2 separate regions of the Pan troglodytes genome follow, and region 2 is linked to region 1. Evidence: chromatin contacts called from public Hi-C data. All regions are on one chromosome and are shown on one strand. The core of a region is the stretch at or near the end of the contact, and the rest is flanking DNA. Distances in the headings are between cores, read along the strand shown. Region 1 holds the start of MSANTD3 (Myb/SANT DNA binding domain containing 3). Region 2 holds the start of TEX10 (testis expressed 10).

Evidence for each region. A called contact is a pair of places that touch in the nucleus more often than the background predicts.
Region 2: a Hi-C map of stem cell-derived neural progenitor cells shows a contact between it and region 1, with 2.8 times the contacts expected there. The contact joins the promoter of TEX10 here to the promoter of MSANTD3 in region 1. A contact is called at or near these places in 1 of 7 Hi-C or Micro-C datasets (stem cell-derived neural progenitor cells) and 1 of 1 datasets of contacts at active chromatin or transcription factors (stem cell-derived excitatory neurons).

Annotation. Positions count from the first base shown.
Region 1 is chr11:37,995,965-38,000,766 of NHGRI_mPanTro3-v2.0_pri, forward strand. It overlaps MSANTD3 (Myb/SANT DNA binding domain containing 3), which reads right to left and starts at 2,815. Exons shown (of 4, transcript XM_063787625.1): 1 at 2,570-2,815.
Region 2 is chr11:38,160,422-38,165,223 of NHGRI_mPanTro3-v2.0_pri, forward strand. It overlaps TEX10 (testis expressed 10), which reads left to right and starts at 1,838. Exons shown (of 15, transcript NM_001280494.1): 1 at 1,838-2,003. It overlaps LOC134807728 (major facilitator superfamily domain-containing 14C-like), which reads right to left and starts at 894. Exons shown (of 5, transcript XM_063788456.1): 1 at 680-894. The coding sequence starts at 832.

The DNA.
Region 1 (4,802 bases), core at 1,565-4,064:
TAATCCCAATACCTTGGGAGGCCAAGGTGGGCAGATCACCTGAGGTCAGGAGTTTGAGACCAGCCTGGCCAACATGGTGAAACCCCACCTCTACTAAAACTACAAAAATTAGCTGGGCGTGGTGGTGGGTGCCTGTAATCTCAGCTACTTGGGAGGCTGAGACAAGAGAATCGCTTGAACCCAAGAGGTGGAGACTGCAGTGAGCCGAGATCATGCCACTGCACTCCAGCCTGGGCAACAGAGCGAGACTGTCCCCCCCCAAAAAAAAACAAAAACCTGTGTCATAAGGTCTCATACTCACCTTGTTAGATATAGATTGGCCCTGAGTTCCCACTGGCTCAGAATGAGTTACTCTTCTATGAGCTCACTGACAGTTGTACATGACTGTACTGTAGCACTTCCCATATTTTTTGCAATTTGCTCTTTGCGTCCATCTCCCACACTGGACTGGGAAATTCCTAGGGGAATACATAATTTCTGACTCATCGCTGTATCCCCAGGATGTAACATATGACTCAGCACACGACTGGTGCTCAGCAGACATTTGTTGAATGAATGTTATCACGGACAGGGAATACGGTACTAGTGCTTGTTGAACTGCACGCCAGATATGTGAAAAAACATTATTTTATCCTCACAAAAAATGTACAAAGCTAAGAAATGGCAGAGCTAGGATTCAAACCCCAAACTGTCTATCTCTCCAAAGCAATTGCTCTTCCAACTATGCATGATGTTCCCTACCTTCACCATCGCTACGTACCCACCTACTCTCTGCTTCAATGCCTGGTTAAAAACAAAATAAACCACCCTTCTCCCAGACGTCTTTCCTACTCACTCAGAACAGGAGTGCCTGAGTCCAGCCCTTGATCTTCCACAATACGTTAACAAATCATCGCCAACTGGGAGAGGAAAGGGTGCCCCCTTGGTAGCTGAGAACTGAACAGCCTGTTGGGTATTCTGCAGATGGTGGGGTGAAGTCCTCAGCTCCTTCTTCTCCTGCCTTTCCCCACAGGTGCAGTGCCTGGGCCCTTCCTGCCTCTCTTCCTTCTTCAGGATCCAAAGCCTTTTTAGTTCTCCCCATTCTAAACCCAAAATAATCTCCTCAGGCCCATTACTTCTCTAACCCAGTGAATGGTGTTGAAAATGCACTCTTCCATTATATCAGTGAGACCTTTGTATTTTAAGCATCTCATCAACCATTAGGGCTGGCAAGCATCCCCATGCCCTGAAACACAAGAATTTTGTGAGAAGGGATAATGGCATTTTAGGAGGCCCAATCACCTGACCCTCCATCAATCTGAATATTTTTGGCGGCCTGGGAGTAAAAAGAGACAACCTATAACATCCCTCCCCACCCCCTGCCCCAGCAGCCTTTGTCCCCTAGCCCGGGTCTCTACGGGAGGGATGAAATCTGGCCCAGCAATGCTGCAGGGGAGGGATGGTGAACCCTGGTGCCTTCCTCTACATCTTCCTCCAGGACTTCAGAATCCTTCTTCTCCCCCTTGTCCAACCCATGTCTCTCTCTGGCCCCGGACTCCCACAGCCATCCTCAATCCTAACTCAGAAACTATGTTTTTTAATTAGTATTCAGCAATTTCCTTGGAATACAATCATCTGCTCTGACATGCTGAAAGGCACACTCTCTGGCCCTGATATTATCCTACCTCCAGTTTTAAATGTATGACAAATATATCCCTGCATCCTATAACTACTCTCCTCGATACTGCAGGAACGTCTGTAATGTTAAATGTTATCACGCCTAAGAAATACCCAACCTCCTGAATCGGAATAGGGAGACTAAATTCTTCACTGTTTCGTACTCCTAAATAAAGATTATTCATGCAATTTACAGTAACTACCTCACAGCGCCAGGGTGATGATTCAATGATAATTCATGCCAACTGTTTAGTACCTAGGGCCTGGTACATACAGAGTGCTCAAAATTTAGCTGTTATCATTTACATACATTATCTTTCACAATAGTACCTGAGGGTAGATATTATACCACGCCCCCCCGACCCCCGCCTCTAATTTACAGAAACAGTAGCCCCGGCTCGGAGTAAAGGAGCTTTCCCAAGGTCAGTCGAGCAAGGATGTGATGCTCGGCCTTCATCCTGCAAGTGAGGGATCCCTCCCGTTACACTCTGGACGGGCGGGGCACTGGAGGTCTTAAAGGAGACAAGTATGGAAAAGCGCCGAGCACAGTGATCAGCACACAGTGGTGACGCCGGGATGGGAAGACCGCGGTACTGCAGGTCACCTGGATTCCCCCTGAGCAGCTCCCCGAGCCCTGGAGTCCAAAGCCCACCCCGCTCCCAGCCATGGGCGCGCCACTGAGTACCCCGGAGGCCCGCGCCCCGGGGCTTTGTAGGCAGCAGGCCGGCCCTACTCACCGAGTCCCATCGCGGCGCGCAGAGGCGGCCGCCCGGCGCCCAGCCTGCAAGGCCGGGGTCGCGGCGGCTCGGCCCGAAACCCTCCATGCCGGCCCCCGGCCCCCTCTACGCCCGGCCCGCGCCCCCTACCCCCGCCCCCGCCCGGCTACGGCCCGCCCGGAAGGGGAGCCTCCTACCTGCAGCGGCGGCGCGGCAGCCGCGGCGACCGGGGGAGGGGCCGGCGAGGCGCGAGCGCGGGCGGCCTGGGCTCCTCTCGCAAGCAGGGCGGCCGGGAGGGCCGCGGGCTCCCGAGCGCCGGGCGGCGGCGGCGGCGCGCCCCCGGCCGGCCAGGCCCCGCCGCGCGCGCCGCGGCCACAAAGCCCGGACGCCGCCGCCCCCTCGCGGACCGCCCGCCGCCTGCCGGTCCGTCGGCGCCGCCGAGGAGGGCGGGAGCGCGGCCCCGCGCCAGTCCCCACTTCCCCGAGCTGCGGCCGCCGGCCTCCAGGGGACTGGGGCGGGGCGCGGGGTGCCCCCCCGCCCACCTGCCCGTCCGCACCGACCCCGCTCCTGACATCCTCGGGCTGACGTCCTCGTGCTGATTTAGTTGCCTTTTTTCCCCACCTTTGCAGAGGAGCTCCTGAAGCGGCCCGAAAAACTGTTTTATTTCTATGAACAACAAAAGAATACATTTGTCACACGGGATTTGGCGGCCATGAACACGAGTTAGTTCAGTCCAGGTCCCCCGACTGAAATAGGCCCTTTTCTTTTAGGACTCCTTGATACTTGGGACAGCGAATCCCCCTATGCTGAGTTTATCAGAACTTCTGTTAATTTGCGGAACGTGCCTCCCCCAGGACAGCGACTGTGCTCACTGGAGCCCAGGACCTGTCTCGGACACTGTGCTGACTCATTTGGAATTAATGCGTGTGTAAATGCATGCACAACAGCTCAAACTGTCGGGACAAGCCACCCTTTGCTCCTCCTGCAAACAGAGTGGCTGGATGTTTCTTTTGCCCTGGATCCATTGGGAAGACTCCAACCCCAGAGAAAGGCAGAGAAGGCTTTTTAACTTTTTTTTTTTTTTTGAGGTGAAATTCGCATAACATAAACCACTTAAAAGCGAACGATTTGGTGGCATTTATTACATTCATAATGTTGAGCAACCACTTCTATCTAGTTCTGAAACATTCATACTCCATTAAGCAGTAATTCCCCAGTCCCTCCTTCCTCCAGACCCTGGCAACGACTCAGCTATTTTCTATCTCTGTGAGTTTACTTTTTTCTGGGTATTTCATATAAATGCAACCATACAATATGCGGCCTTTTGTGTCGTTTCTTTGACTTAGCCTGTATTTAAGATTCATCCATGTTGAGGCGTGGATCAGTACTTCGTTCCTTTTTATGGCTGATTAATATCCCATTGTATGTGTATATTATAATTTGTTTATTCATTCATCCCTTGATAGATATTTGGGTTATTTCCACCTTTTGGCTATTGTGAATAGTGCTGCTCTGAACATGCCTGTACACATATTTGAGTACCTGTTCCCAGTTCTTTTGGATACATACCTAGGAGTGGACTTTCTGGGTCATAGGGTAATTCTATGTTTAACTTTTCCAGGAACTGCCAAAAAGTTTTCCACAGTAGCTGAATGAATCATTTTACATTCCCATCACCAATGTTTGAGGGTTCCAAGTTTCCACAACCTTGTCAACACTTGCAATTTTCCGTTTTTGTGTTTTAATTCCTTGAACATTTTTGAGACTATTGCTTGCCCTCCCAACTCCCACTATCCATAGCCCTAAAATAAAAACTGATCTAGGTTTTCACTATGTACAAAGAATCACGCAACCCTTTCTTTCTTCCCTCAAAAAACAATCCAGGGCAGAAGCACCAATAAAAATAAAGACCCTAAACTAAGAGCTATACTGGTCCTCATTCTTTTTCTTTTCTTTTTTTTTTGAGACAGAGTCTGCTGGAGTGCAATGGTGCAATCTTGGCTCACTGCAACCTCCGCCTCCCGGGTTCAAGCAATTCTCCTGCCTCAGCCTCCCAAGTAGCTGGGACTATAGGCATGTGCCACCACTCCTGGATAATTTTTGTAATTTTAGTAGAGACAGGATTTCGCCATGTTGGCCAGGCTGGTCTCGAACTCCTGACCTCAAGTGATCTGCCCACCTCAGTCTCCCAAAGTGCTGGGATTACAGGCATCTCATTCATTATTTTAACAATAATTTGTCTGATGTCCAGGAGGCCTTGAAATTGTCCAGAGAGCCTGGAAACTAAAATTATGCCAGGGGAGTTGCTACAATGTGCTAGCAAACAAACTATGATACCACACCGAAAGCCAAGGCTGTACATCATTTACACTTGTTTTCCACTTAGTGCCATATTATAAGTCCATGAAGATTCCCTTCTTAAATGCAGAT
Region 2 (4,802 bases), core at 588-3,087, 160 kb after region 1:
GTGAGTTCTCATCAGATTTGGCTGTTTAAAAATGTGTGGCACCTCTCTCTCTGTCTCTTTTCTTTTGCTCTCTCTCTTGCTCCTGCTTTCAACACGTGACATGCCTGTTCCCCCTTCACCTACTATGATTGAAAGCTCCCTGAGACTTCACCAAAAGCAAGCAGATGCCAAAATAATGCTTCCTGTAAAGCCAGCAAAACCATGAGCCAATTAAACCTCTTTTCTTTATAAATTACCCAGTCTCAGGTATTTCTTTATAAATTACCCAGTCTCAGGTATTTCTTTATAGCCATGCAAGAACAGCCTAAGGGAAGGCCCTAGAAAGGACTCTGGCTTTTACTCGAAGTGAAATAGGGAGCCATTAAAGGGTTTTGAGCCAAAGAGTGATCTGATCTAACCTAGATCTTAAAATAATCACACAGCTGCTCTGCTGATACCAGACTGTAGGGGGAAGAGGGACAATAAGGGAAGCAGGAAGATGTGTTTGCAGGCTTTTTGCAGTGATCAAGAAGCGGCTTGGACCAGAATGGTAGCAGGGGAGGTGTGTTAACTGGTGAAAGTTAGGATGTCTTTAAAGGTAGAGTCAATCTCCAGATGGATTAGATGTGAGGTGTGAAACAAAGAGGCCAAACCAAAAACCCAAAGGTTTCTGCTTGAGTAACTGCAAGGATAGACTTACTATTTGAGATGAATAAGCTGTAGGAAGAGTAGATTTCAAGGGGAAAATCATCAGTAGCTCTGTTTTGGACAAGTTGACCTTGAGATGTATACTGGATATCTGAAGGAAACATTGAAAAAACTGTTGGATACAAGTTTGGAGTTCCAGGGACATGTCTGGTTGGCAATAAATCTTTCCTCTTCTGATCTAGTCTCATAGCTTTAAATAGAATATAATGCCACATAATGCCAATGACTCCCAAATATTTATGGTTATGGTCGATTCCAGGCAGATTGTGGTGATGTAGCCATATTGCCAGCAAAGGGAGGTCAGGGTTTCTAGCGCTGCCTCTTTATCTCCGATTATGGAACAGGCATGGTTTTAGTTCCAGTGCTTGGGTCTCCCTGGATTTAGACATCATTCCTTTGAATTCCCACCCAATATAATGAGGGTCAATATCTTCGCCAGCTTTACTAAGTCTTAATTATCTGGTGAGGTGTAGACACAAATTTGAATCAAGGTCTGAAGCCCTTACCTGGGGCTCTTTCTTCCATGCCATCATGCCAGTCTTTGTGAAGACATTTTTCAAAGGCTCATTCTTCTTACCTCTTTTCTAGGAATTTTAGTTTATTTCTTTACTTAACTTCAGAAATTAATTTCTCACTTCATTTTAGTAGCAGGAATGTTAGTGCTGAGAAACTGAGATGTTAGGGAGAATCCTTGACCAAGACTTCCAGGCTCTAGATACTAGGTGTGTCTTGCTCTAATTAAGGAAATCTTATCTGCTCCATCTTAGCCCAGTTTAACGTCCCCAGGAATTCCATCTTCTGCAGTCCTAAACTTTTCCCTTTTTCAATTCAGTGCAACTTATACTCTTCTCTGAAAGTGGCTCCAGGTCTGAAGAACTGTGGTCTGGGAGGAATAGAAAAGCATGCTCAGCTATAACCAGGCCCACATCCCCTAAGTTGCCTGCCCACCAAGTTACGGGCCGGACTTATGCGCCACGCTTTGTCCGGGGACCTCGCGCTGTCCTCCCTCCGGTTCCCACAGAGCAGGGGGCTTCCGGCGGGGTACCCTCCTCTGTGGGCGGGGCCTACCGCTCCCGCTCCCGCCTCCCCGGTTGCGCGCGGCTGCGGGCTGCGATCACGTGAGCACAGCAGGGAGGGGGAGGGGCCCTGATTTCCGGGCGGCGGAAGGAGACGCGGCCGCGTGAGGACGAGGCTATTTGAAAACACGCTCCGGGAGCTAGAGCCTGAGGCCGGCGGCGCACGCTGTTGCCCCGTGGGCTTCTGCTCCCTCGCTTGTCTCCTCGGGCTCCTCGCCCCGGCCGCGGCCGGGTCCTCAGGTAAGCGGCCGTCGCCAGTCGGGCCGGGTCCTCCCGGGGCGCGGGACAGAGCGTGGTGGGGCCGTCGCCCCCCGATCCGCGGCCCAAGCGGGCAGGGTCGGCCGTGCACGATGTGCGTCCCCCGGGTCTGGGCCGCGGCGTCCCTCCGAGCTGGGCCTGGGTGTGCGGCCGGCACTGCGGGGGCGGGACCCCCTAGGGCGTTTGCGGAGCTTCAGGTGACTGGGCGGGTTCGCCCGGTTTCGGGTCCGAGAGAGTTTTAGGCCGGAGTGTGTGAATCGGGCCCCACTTCCCCGACTCTGGTCCTGGCCGGCGTCCCTTGGAGTAGGAGGAACGATGGTTTCCTAAAACCCACGGTGTGTTCGCCTCTGGGATGGATGCAGGACCGAATACGGAGTGGGGATGAGCTGGCGTCCCCTGTTCCGTCTTCTGGTCGCCCAGGCGGGAGAGTTAAGCGAGCGGAAGGGGACTACCAGTTTTCTGGGGTCGCCCCTGCCTGGGCCATTTGCTTTTTGGGAAGTCTGTCGCCTCTGGTTGGCCCCTCAGTGGAGTTTGGAGGAACTCATGAGTTTAAGGGTTTGGGGAGGAAATTATCAAAGGCCGAGTGCAGTACGATCGTTCTCTCTGATTTTTTTTGGAAAAGAAGGTGGAAATGAGGAAGGGTAAGAAGGTGGCAGGCAAACTATTTATAGTTGGAATTTAGTTCGATTGAAATCCTAAAAACGCTAGGATCTGCCTTTTGTTGGAATTAGCAGAAAAGACCTACAGTAGGAATGTGTGACATTCAGCTTTGAAACTATTGGGGATCGCAAACCTAAGGACTAGTGATGTGAGCTCCTCCTCTGAGACTGGCGTTCCTACCTTTTGCTAAAAAACGGCTACTGTAAAAGTGGCTTAGTGGGACTTTTTGATTTGCTGTGTTATGAAAATCTTTGTTATAAGTTAAAGTCAATTACTAGTAGAACTTTGAGAGTTCTTCGCATAAAAATGCTTTGTATCCCGTAATAATATTACTAGGTTTGAAAAGTCAAGGAAGGTCAATCAGCCTTCTTAATTTTCCTAACAGAGAAAGCAGTAATGTGACTAATACAAAGCGATAGATAATATGGCATAAAGTTGACAGTAGACTGTTGAAGATCTATCAGGTGGTTAATGGCTAAATAGAACCCACAGGAGTGGAGGAGGAAGGGAGTTAATTTTTCTGAATGTCCTGTACCATTTACTTTCGTGTCTGGTACCAGCTAGTAATAAAATTGTAGGAAAAGCTCACAAAGTGTGCTTGCTTAATTAATGAAAACCATTTTTGTATTAAAAGAGGCCAGGTGAGTATCATGGCCTTCTTTTTAGGCCTTATTCCCTCCCACCCACCCACCGACCCCCAGCTTTTTTTTTTTTTTTTTTTTTTTTTTTTTTTTAAAGACTAAGGTAACTAGAGGTGTGGGTGAGATGAAAATTTGGTAATAGGGACAAATGAAATAAGCCAAACTGTTTTGCCACGAAGACTTCCAGTCTTCAGGTTAATTCTGGTATGTTAAAGGTGGTTTTGCAGAGCTCAGTTCTGTGAATGAATCCCTTTTCAACTTCTTGATAAAGGCGTGACTTCCAAACTTTTCTGAGGTACATTGTTAAAATGGGTTTAGTTCCACCTACCTTGCATGGTTCTGTGCAGATTGTATACTGAGGTACACAATGCATCTAGTACCGGGCTTGGTATGTCCTGATCCTGAGACTTGAGGGACACGCACATGTTTATGCTTTGAGCATACTTATTTAACTATGTACCAGGCACAGTTCTGAGTGTTTTACAATTGTGTATGATTATCCCTATTTTGTAGATAGAAATTGGGACAGTGTACAGCTGGAAGGTGTCAGAGTTTGGATAAAAGCCTAATCAATCTGGTTGTAGAATTGGTTCTTAACCTGTGGGAAATCCTACCTCATGGCGATCTAATATAACCCTGTAATTAAGTAAATTTGGATATATTGTCATAGCTGATTGGCTTCTGAATTTCTTGAACTTGAGCTGTTCAGTATTGCACTGGCCATTTTATTACCATTGTAATAAAGGAAACTTTCGTTTTACCCATTTTTTTATACCCTCATGTGTAGCATTGTCACTTTTTATGGCCAGGCACAGGATAATTATGATAAACCAGGAGATTAGCAGAAGTTTTATATATTCCAGAGGTACTTACCCTATTCAAGTGGTGTACAGTATTGTTCTCGGGTGTGGAAAAGGCTTCAAGAAGAATTTAGCTGGTTCCAGGTAGAAGAGGCTATTGTTTTAGATAGAGATTAGCTTGTGGGAAGATAAAGCTGGAGAGGATGGATGGGGCCACATTAGGAAAGACCTCATGTGTCCTGCTAAGGAGGTTTTACTGTGTACGAGGAATAGAACAGCTGAGAACTCTTGAGTCTTGGTCATGAGATCTGTGTTCAGAGAGAGCTCTTTCGTAAAGGGCCAGTGGACTAGAGAGTAGACACTAGATAGTAGGCAGGAGTACCAGTGGGGAAGGTATTGAATGGTAGAAATAAAGGACTTCTTGAAAGTAGTGGCCTGGAAATGGGTAAGAGACACAGATCAAAGATTTCATGTGTAAGTACAAGGTTTGGAATGTGGTATAGAGGGGGAGGAAGTACAAGATGGCATGGTGTTATGCCTGAGTTATTTATTATAATAGTGGCTTAGCTGGTCTTTGTTCCTTATCCCCCTATTACATTATATTTCTTTTTATGCTGCTTTTTATCCTTTTTGGGGACCAAGGGGGAATACTGTTTTCTGTTTAGTCTGAGGTTTATTCA